3 separate regions of the Mus musculus genome follow, and regions 1 and 3 are each linked to region 2. Evidence: chromatin contacts called from public Micro-C and promoter capture Hi-C data. All regions are on one chromosome and are shown on one strand. Each heading gives the region's core, a stretch centred on a gene start, on an enhancer-like site or on the middle of the called end of the contact. The rest is flanking DNA. Distances are from core to core; before and after follow the strand shown.

The links. Promoter capture Hi-C pulls out the DNA fragments that hold promoters and counts their contacts. A called contact is a pair of places that touch in the nucleus more often than the background predicts.
Region 1: a contact with region 2 is called in a promoter capture Hi-C map of pre-B cells, with 2.2 times the contacts expected there. The contact joins the promoter of Ikzf3 here to the promoter of Lasp1 in region 2. A contact is called at or near these places in 3 of 39 promoter capture datasets (the C10 cell line, erythroid cells and pre-B cells), 1 of 115 datasets of contacts at active chromatin or transcription factors (extraembryonic endoderm stem cells) and 1 of 9 other capture datasets (liver).
Region 3: a Micro-C map of embryonic stem cells shows a contact between it and region 2, with 2.0 times the contacts expected there. The contact joins the promoter of Neurod2 here to the promoter of Lasp1 in region 2. A contact is called at or near these places in 2 of 39 promoter capture datasets (pre-B cells and stem cell-derived epiblast-like cells), 1 of 484 Hi-C or Micro-C datasets (embryonic stem cells) and 1 of 115 datasets of contacts at active chromatin or transcription factors (pancreatic cancer cells).

Annotation. Positions count from the first base shown.
Region 1 is chr11:98,544,673-98,547,444 of GRCm38.p6, forward strand. It overlaps Ikzf3 (IKAROS family zinc finger 3), which reads right to left and starts at 1,359. Exons shown (of 8, transcript NM_011771.1): 1 at 1,072-1,359. The coding sequence starts at 1,078.
Region 2 is chr11:97,797,981-97,800,914 of GRCm38.p6, forward strand. It overlaps Lasp1 (LIM and SH3 protein 1), which reads left to right and starts at 1,585. Exons shown (of 7, transcript NM_010688.5): 1 at 1,585-1,882. The coding sequence starts at 1,814. It overlaps n-TCgca51 (a tRNA gene), which reads right to left and starts at 997; the gene lies at 926-997.
Region 3 is chr11:98,328,068-98,331,096 of GRCm38.p6, forward strand. It overlaps Neurod2 (neurogenic differentiation 2), which reads right to left and starts at 1,578. Exons shown (of 2, transcript NM_010895.3): 1 at 1,367-1,578; 2 at 1-274. The coding sequence starts at 269.

The DNA.
Region 1 (2,772 bases), core at 109-2,608, 750 kb after region 2:
AAGAAGAAGAAGAAAAAGAAGAAGAAAAAGAAGAAGAAGAAGAAGCCACATTTACCAGCATACCATGCACAAGCTGAGAATTAAGGGCTGTGTTCCACTCAATTGCATTGTGAAACAAAGCTTTATCATATTTAACTGTGTTCCAAACTTGTTAATCATATTTCATAGCTTCACATACACTAGAACTAAATAAAGATGCCAAAAGATCAAGGTTCATGTGTTAAAAGAGATTCTTCAACCATCATGAAGAAAGTAACTGTGATATTCATAATATTTACAGACCAACACTTCAATTAGGTAAGCGTCAGTATCTCTCTCCTTTAAACGAATGCAGCGCTCAACTTCTGATTTTCTCAGGGCCACCTCTCCTCCCCCAAAGTTGAGCCACATCTTCCATCTTCAGAGTTTTAGAAACACTTGTTGAAAATGTGAAATTGCACTTATCTTAAGGAAGTTCATACTGCGAGGCTTCTGAGAAGCAAAGCTATAACTTCCGAAATGAATTCAAATGAAACCCTTAACGTGAGCCTTATTTTTGTTTCGGGTTTTTTCCCCCCTTTGGTTTTGTTTTTTGTTTTTTTTTTTAAGTTCATTTGATTTCCAAGCTAACTAACTACAATTGCTAATCATTTTCAAATATGCCCTTAGCCACTAAGACAGTATTCACAGAAAAGTCACATTACAGAAAAGTAGACTCAAGTAACTAAGATTAAACTAATTCCTATGGAGACTGAGACCGCGGAGCGTCCCCCCCACCCCCAACCCGGGGGAGGGGGAGATTATTCCGTCCCAGGTTTGGTGCCAAACTTAGGGACACCCAAGACTGTTTGTCCTTTGCAGATTTAAGGTGACCCATACATATGCCCCCGTCTCACAACCCCCAAGAAATAAAACTGAAGAGAACTTAGCACTTTCCCAAGTTGGGGGAGGGGGTGTCTGAGAACGGACACGCATTTAAATTAAAAGAAATAAATAGAAGCAAAACCGAGATTCAGAAGGAAGCCAGCCGAGCCTCTGAGCGCGCGCCGCTCCGGCTGCTCAAAGCCCCCAGCGCAGCGGCGCCGAGCTCACCTTCCATGTCGCCGCGGGCCGCGCGGGCTGCAGCTGTCGCTCAGGCTCCGCGGCCGCTCCACGTGCTGCTGCCGTGGGGACCCGCGCGGCTGGCGGGAGATTCCGGGCGCAGGGAGGCCCCGGGATCGCTCGGTCGCGTCGGCGCAGATGCAGGGCGGGAGCCGCCGGCAGCCGGGGCGCGAGGTTAGAGCGGCGCTGGCTGGCGGCCGCTTTAAAGCACGCTCCGAGTGCCGCGGGTTCCGCACCCACTTTTGAATGTCAAGCCTGAGGAACCCTGATCGCGTGGAAACAGTGCCTCAGCGACCGTCTCGGGACGTCTACTTGAGAAACACCGGGGATGAGGGCGCTGTCGCAAGGAGAGCCGAGCGGTGTGCGTAAGCCCAACTTCCAGATTTGCCTGACACGGAAGGACCTGGAACTTTTTATCTAGACTCAGGGATGACGGTCTTGAGAACTGTCAGTGAGAACTCACTTCATTGAGTTATTTATGGCGGTCTCCCCCCAACCCCCGTCGCCCTTTGGTTTTTCACTCCAGTTGGAGTGGCCCGCCACTATGATCCCAGCACTTGAGAGGCTGAGGCAGGAGGATTGCCATCAGTTGCAGGCCAGCCCCACATTACAGTATGAGCCATTTCTCAGAAAACAAACTTTAAAAAGTCTTTGGTTCAGATTTATAGATAGTTCAAAAGTGCGTTGGCATTTACGGCTCTCCAACTTTTTAACTTGAGGGAACAATTCTCTCATTTTGCTGTCCTTTCTGAGAACTGGTTGGTTTGCCAGCGCTGAAAAAAGAAAAAGAGAGAGAAAGAAAAAAAAAGACAGCAGTACATATGTGTGTTCATTTCCTACGAATCTTCTTTCCTCTAAATAGGACACTTTACAAAAACCCACGTATGGTGTGTCAGAAGAATACAGAGTGAAGCTATGTGGGGTAGAGGGACTAAGTCAAGGGAAGGTGTTGGTTCACAGAGGCGTGCCAATCAACATCCTTTCCCATCATCTACACTTTAGAGAGGAAAGCATTTGACAGGAGGGAGGGGGGAGAGGAACTGAAGGCAGAACAGTTTTTCAAAGCTCAGCGGTTCATCACGCTGAAGTCCTAAGAGATGGGGCTCAGAGGGGCATTTCTAACGATGCCAACAGGGTGGAAGGAATGGTCCCACTTTCATCATCTTGTTAGTTACACAAATATATTTGAAGCCAGGTATGGGGGTGCAACACCTTTGATCCCATCACTGGGAAGGCAAGAGGCAAGGAGATCCCCATGAGCTTGAAGCCTTCCTGATCTGCACATTGAGTTCCAGGACAGCCAGGGCTTTATAATAGAGAGACCCTGTCTTCAAAAAGACCGACAGATGTGTGCACGTGCGCGCGCACACACACACACACACACATTTGAGAGGAAAGGTTGAGAACTGTACATCAGCCATCTATCTGTATCTGAAGAAAATCATACTTCTGAGCTAAGCAAGCACACTGAAAACATGAACCCGAGCTCACATTAACTAGTGCCTTGGTATATAGGCAGTCTGTGAACTCTATATTCCATGTTTGTGTACATATGCATATATAACACGAGTGGCTCACATTGTCTCTGAGATCACAGAACCATAGCAGCATCTCCACTGACATGAGTTCTGCAGGACAATATGGAGCTCGGAGACATTCTAAGGTTTAATAAACACTAAGGTTTAATTTTAG
Region 2 (2,934 bases), core at 335-2,834:
GTTTAAAATATCACAGCCACACCCTGACACGGGCAGCATGCCTCTGTCTGTCTCTTTTTCCTTTTTTTGGGCAAAACCTAGCTGAGGGGCCGCCCTTGCTTCCCTGTTCACACTTAGAGATTTCTTCCAGACCAGATACCTTAAAGCAGCTAGATACCTGTCCCCTGTTGAGGATTTGAAACTTGATAGCGTTGTGGTAATAATATTCTGGTGATCCTCAAAGAGCGGTCCTTGCGTCCTTGAATGATTTACCTGACAAATCCGCCAAAGAGCTAACTGCCAAGGCCTTCCTCAGCATCTACACAATCGGAAACTGGGGACGTTTTAATGAGCCCCCCCCTCCCCCAGGTCACTCTAGAGCACGCACAAGTTGTGAAAACCACTGCATTCATTTATATTACTTGGCTTTGGGGTCTTGTTCTTTTGCAGTGAAGGGAGCTGACGAGTGCTCCTCCCGGTTTCACGGTCTCGGAGCGCTTTTACTCGGTCCACGTCACCAAGTCACAATGAAACGTGAGGATATAGAATAATAAGGATCATAGAATGAAACGAAAAAGGGAAAGGAAAGCTTAGGTTGGAGAAGGGCTATGTCCGCAAGTTTCCCTTTTTTGATTGACCCTTGACCCTCAACGGACACACACCGTCAACCTGGGGAGTGACCTTGGCTTCCGAACCCAAAGTGTGGAACAATCCAATTCAAATTCACAAGCATACCATGGGCAGAAATCTCCAGGACTCTGGCGCCAATCAAATAAAGTCGTGCAACTTCTGCTTGGTACGAGGCAAAACGAAGGCTTTTCTGCTCAGATTTAAAAGGAGGAGTGGCCTTTATCTTTTTACCTGTTTTAATGACCCAGGGTCGAATCAAGATCATACTTGTATTGAAACGTATTTTTATTGTCATTGAAGAGAGGAAAAGACTCTGAGGGGGCACCCGGATTTGAACCAGGGACCTCTTGATCTGCAGTCAAATGCTCTACCACTGAGCTATACCCCCGCACCGACGCGCAGCTTGAAGCAATCTCTTTTCAGTCTTAAGATGCTGTCGCAGCTGCTACACAGGTAGAATAGGGGCAAGAGAAAAGAATGGAAGAGCAAAGGCGGCCAAGCTGAAAGCAGAGGATGCCTGAATCCGAAGAATCCATGGGAAAGCTGCAGCGCAGAGGGGCGGGGAGGGTGAACGTACGGAGGTGCTGAGTCCAAAGGGAAAGGGACAGGTACCTATGTGGGAGAGGATGTGGGCGGGAAGGGAACTAGCTGGGGGGCGGGGCGGGGCAAGGGGTGGTTTCCCCGCAGGTTGATGCTGGGGACCCACGGGTTTAAGGAAAGTCCCCCAGTCTAGAGAATCTGTACTATCCCCACCATCGTCGGGTGCGTGGGGTTGCCCCCTCTCATGGGAAATCGGGCTCTGCCACACTCGCGTCTGTTTCTCCAGCGCGGGAAGGGCCATGGCCCGGGCCCGTCCTCGGTCGCGGAGCCCAGGGGCACGTGCACCCCGAGAGCTCAGGGGCTCCTGCACTCCCGTCCCGCAGTCCTCCCTGGAACCCGCCCCCACGCAGCCCCACGTCGCCCGGGGAGCGCGCCTGGTCGCGCGCGCCTCTTTCCGCGCCCGAGGCGCGTCCCCGCCCTAGCCAGTGCAGCCCCTCCTCCCCACTGTGTTTATTAGGGGAAGGAGGGCGGAGGCGGAGGCCAGTTCCCCAGTTCCAGTCGCCGTCGCCTGCACAGTTGCAGCCGCCGCCTCCCACCAGCTCGCCCAAGGAAAAGGGAACGCGCGCGAATACGGGCGTCCCCGCCCCAGTCTTTCCCCGGAACCATGAACCCTAACTGTGCCCGGTGCGGCAAGATCGTGTACCCCACGGAGAAGGTGAACTGTCTGGATAAGGTGAGCTCGGGTACCGGGCGCTGCGAGCTAGCCAGTGCTAGTGCAGCTCTCCATCAGGGGAGGAAAGAGGGGCCGGGTCTTTGCGGGCTCTTCCCTGCGCTCCCCAGAGCAGGTAAGGAAGGCGGGAGGCGACTTGGGGTGTGGGGACAGACCCCAGTCTGGAACCTGGGAGGTCCAAGGCGAGGTGGTGAGCAGCCACCGCTGGAGATGGGTGGCCTCTGTGCATCGAGGTTAGGAGGGCTGGAAGGAAGGGCGGAAGAGCACCAGGGAACCGGGTTCCCCGGGTGTGTGCAGGAGGTTAGAGGTGCAGTCCCGCCCCCCGGGCCGGGAGTGAGAGGGGAGACGGCCGCTCCCTTTCCCCGCGGCGGCCAGCGCCAAGTAGGCGGAAGCGCGGGGCGCTGGGGGGAGGGGGCGGCGGGGGCGGGGCGGAGGCTGGGGCCGGCGCTACCCGCCCGGCTTGGGCTGCCGGTAGCCTGGCTTCCTGGCTTGGAAGCTGCGTCGGGTCCTTCGTCCAGCGAGTGTCAATTGTGGTGAAAGGGATTTAGGGGCAGCGCCGGAATCTCACTGCGAGACCCCCTCTTTTTGAACGACCTGCTGGTCCCCTCCTTGCTTTTTTTGTGGTTGGGGAACCCGCAGACCTCCTTCATAGCTTCCCCAACCCCCAATTCAAATTGCAAGCCACTCCGGGTGATCGGCTGCCCAGTCGGAGCTGGGCGGGGTAGGGAGTGGGGAGGACGCTTCTTGGAGATCTGAAATTGTGCTCAGCCTGGAGACCAGCTTAGAGAACAAAGAGCTAACTTTTCAGAGCTGTTTTCTCCGATGGAGGGTGGGATTGGCCGAGTTCTGAGGAAGCAGACGAAAAGGAGTTTTTTAAGAGGAGGGGGGTAGCCTTCTGGAAATCAGCTGGCCCCTAGGGGCTCTTACGCATCCCCCGGCCCAGGCTGGACCCGATCATCTGTTTGCCATTACACTTTTGCAAGGGGGACTGAAGGGTAGATCTGGGTGTTTCCGGTACAGTTTGAGATGGGACCCTTCTGCCTTGTTCTGAACCC
Region 3 (3,029 bases), core at 328-2,827, 530 kb after region 2:
TCCTCCTCTTCCTCCTCCTCCTCGCCGCCCAGCTCTCCTTCCTCCTTGACCTCAGCCAACGTGGGTTCAGGGATCTCTTCTCCTCCACGAAGAGACACTGGCTTGGCGGCCCGGGCGGGTCCTGGAGCCCCCGACCCGGGAGCAGGAGGAGGCTGCGGCGGCGCGTCGCCCTTGTCGCTCCTCGGCTCGTCGTCGTCGCCGTCGCCCCAGCTGGCGAACTTGGGCACGTCCGAGAGGAGGCCGGGCTCGCTGAACAGGCGGGTCAGCATGGTGCCTGAGGGCGCCCCGGGGGCGGGGAGACAGACAGCACAGAGTGAGGGGCGCGCCGGGGTCACCACGACCCCCCAACCCGCCTCCACCCCCCAAGTCTCCGTGAGCGCCCCAGCTCAGGGGCCCCCGATGCCCACTACGTCCTGCTGCCCCGCCCAGAGCCGGCCCAGCCCTGCCCGGCTGCCAGTGGGGGACCGCGGCCCAGGCCCTTGCCCGAGATCCGGGCTCCTGCTCCGCCCCTGGCCCGGAAGGAAGCTGCTCTCGGCCGGTGTCGGGGTCCCAGAGAGCTTGACCAGGTGGGGGGTTAAGGGACCAGGTCCATCTTCCCGGGGAGGCGGTGCTCTCGCCCGAAAGCCAGCTCTCTCCCGGTGACGGAGAGAAGCTGGGCGGCCGCCGTGGGGACGCTGCCCCGGTTCCTCCTCTCCACGGTCCGGCCCCTCGGCCTGGCTCCCCAAGCCCTCCGGTGCCTCTCACCCCCAAGCTCCCTAATCCAATTTGCAAGTTGGCCGCGCGCCGCCCCCGGCCGGGCCCCCACCCCCGCAGCCCCAATTCTAGACACCGGAGCACCGTCTCCTCTCTAGCTGCTGCTTACGGGTCTCCCGGAGCGGGCTCCGGGTGCGGGGACTGAAGAAGCCGGGCGTGGGGAGGAGACCCAAAAGCGAACCCTGTTCGTCTCCCTTGCGGTCAGGGACCCTCTTCCCCTCTTCAAACTCCCTCCCTCCCACACGTCTCTACAGATCTCGTTGTATTTTGAGATCCTTGGGGAAAAATCCAAATTTATTTGTTTGCTTATCTTTTTTGGTGGTGGGAAAAGGTCACAGGTTCCTTCGGGACAGTCATGGGGGGGGTCCCATCTTCGCTTCTTCGAGTGCCTCATGACCCTTCCCCCTCAGCCCATCCTAGGCATACCATCTCCTTCCGCAGCCCCTTAAGCTGCGGCCCCAATGGGAGAGAGAACACGGGGCGCCCCCGCTGCCCATCCCGTAAGGGGGTAGGGTCCCAGGAATAGGAGAACTGGGGGGGACTTCCATGTCCGAAGCAGCGCCCCCCCACCACTAATAGCAGGTCAGATCTAGCTCCCTCTCGGACAACTTACCTCAGAGAGGAGTCAAGGGGAGAGGGGAGGGGAGGGGGGAGGGGGCAAGAGAGAGAGGGGGGAGAAGAGGAATCTTCTCGCTTATTTCATTGTTCCCCCATCTTCAGGGAGCGGGGGCAGCGGTTCCTCAAGGCGGCGGGCGCCGGCGTCTTCAGAGCGCCATGCGAGCCGCGGAGCGAGTGTGGCATCTCTACCAGGCGGGGTACCAGCCTCTATGCCAGGCCATATGGGCTTGGCACGTCACGGGCAGCAGCTATCACATGAGAGACGGTGATTGGCATGCGTCTGCATTGGGGGAGAGCCGGCTCCCCCGGGACCCGCCGCCATCTGTCACTCTCTACTCCAAAAAAAAAAAAAAAAATTAAATAAATAAAGGAAATAAATAAATATCTCTGCCGCCCTCCCCTCCCCGCCCAACGCAGGAAAAGCAGAGATTGAGAGGGAGGTGGGAGGATTTGCCCCCCTCAGATATAGAACCCCCCACATGGGAACAATGGGGTGGCAAGTCTGGGAATTGGCGGTTTGTGGTTGCCAGGCCAATTCAGGGCTCTCTCCAGGGTCTTGATCTGTCCATTTCCCTGTCTCCAGGTCCCTAAGGTGGGTCAGGACCAGACCCTGGGGTGTGGAGAAGGGACCTCGGTGCTTACTGCCGCTCCCCAAGAGAATCCCCTCCACCACAAAGGGACAGCTGAGGCTCCTTCCAGGGTGGGTGTGGGGGGCATCCCTGGCCCAAGCCCCATAGGTAGATGCTGGCACCATGCCATTCCTCATCCCTGTCTGCCCCTCCCCCACCCACCCTCACGCACACACAACATATGTGGCTGAACAAAATTCAAACCAAGGGAAAGACAGAGAAAGGGAAAGATTTGCCTCCCTGGGTGTCTGTGCCTCTGCATGGGCGTGTTGTGCGTGCGCACGCGAGTGCTCATGTGTGTGTGTGTGTGTGTGTGTGTGTGTGTGTCTGTGGGGACATGTGTGTCTATCTGTGTAGTCATCACACAGGAGATCTTTCCTTGGGTGTCAAGGGCAAATGTATGGTGGGGTGGGGTGGGGAGGGATTTGGAGATGAGCTATGTGTCCCTATCTGGGTTAAGGTGGGCACAGATCTGGATTCCTAACCCAGAAGCCCTCTTCCTCCTCTTCCTCCTCCTTCTTGAGTCACTGAGGCCTTACCACCCCTGATCCTTGCCAGGTAGGCCATCCACCAATGCCTCTCTTTTGGCCTTCTGATTTGGTTAGCTGAAGGAAAGGGTATGACTGGTTGCAGGCCGCTTAGAGTTTTTAGACAGGACCCAGCACTCTTCCTCTCTGCAGAAAATACAAAAGCCACAGAGGCTGACCCCATCAGTCACAGGAGAGGCCAGAGAGGAGAAGACCAGACAGGTGTCTTGCTGAGGGAGGTAGGAAATGGATGCTTTATTTTACAGTTCCCCTTGCAAGGTTCCTATCCTGCCAGACACAGATGCAAATGGTACAGGTTAAAGGGAGGAGCTTCCGACACACCCACCTTCCCACCAGTTCCTCACTCTGTGGTGGAGAAAATGGAAACACACCCCTGTTCAGAGTTAACCTGTGTGAGAGACAAGTACTTGCAGTCAGGGGTAGAGACCCTTGACCACACTGGACTCAGGCAGGTGCTGTCTTCAGGCCCAAATTTCTTGTC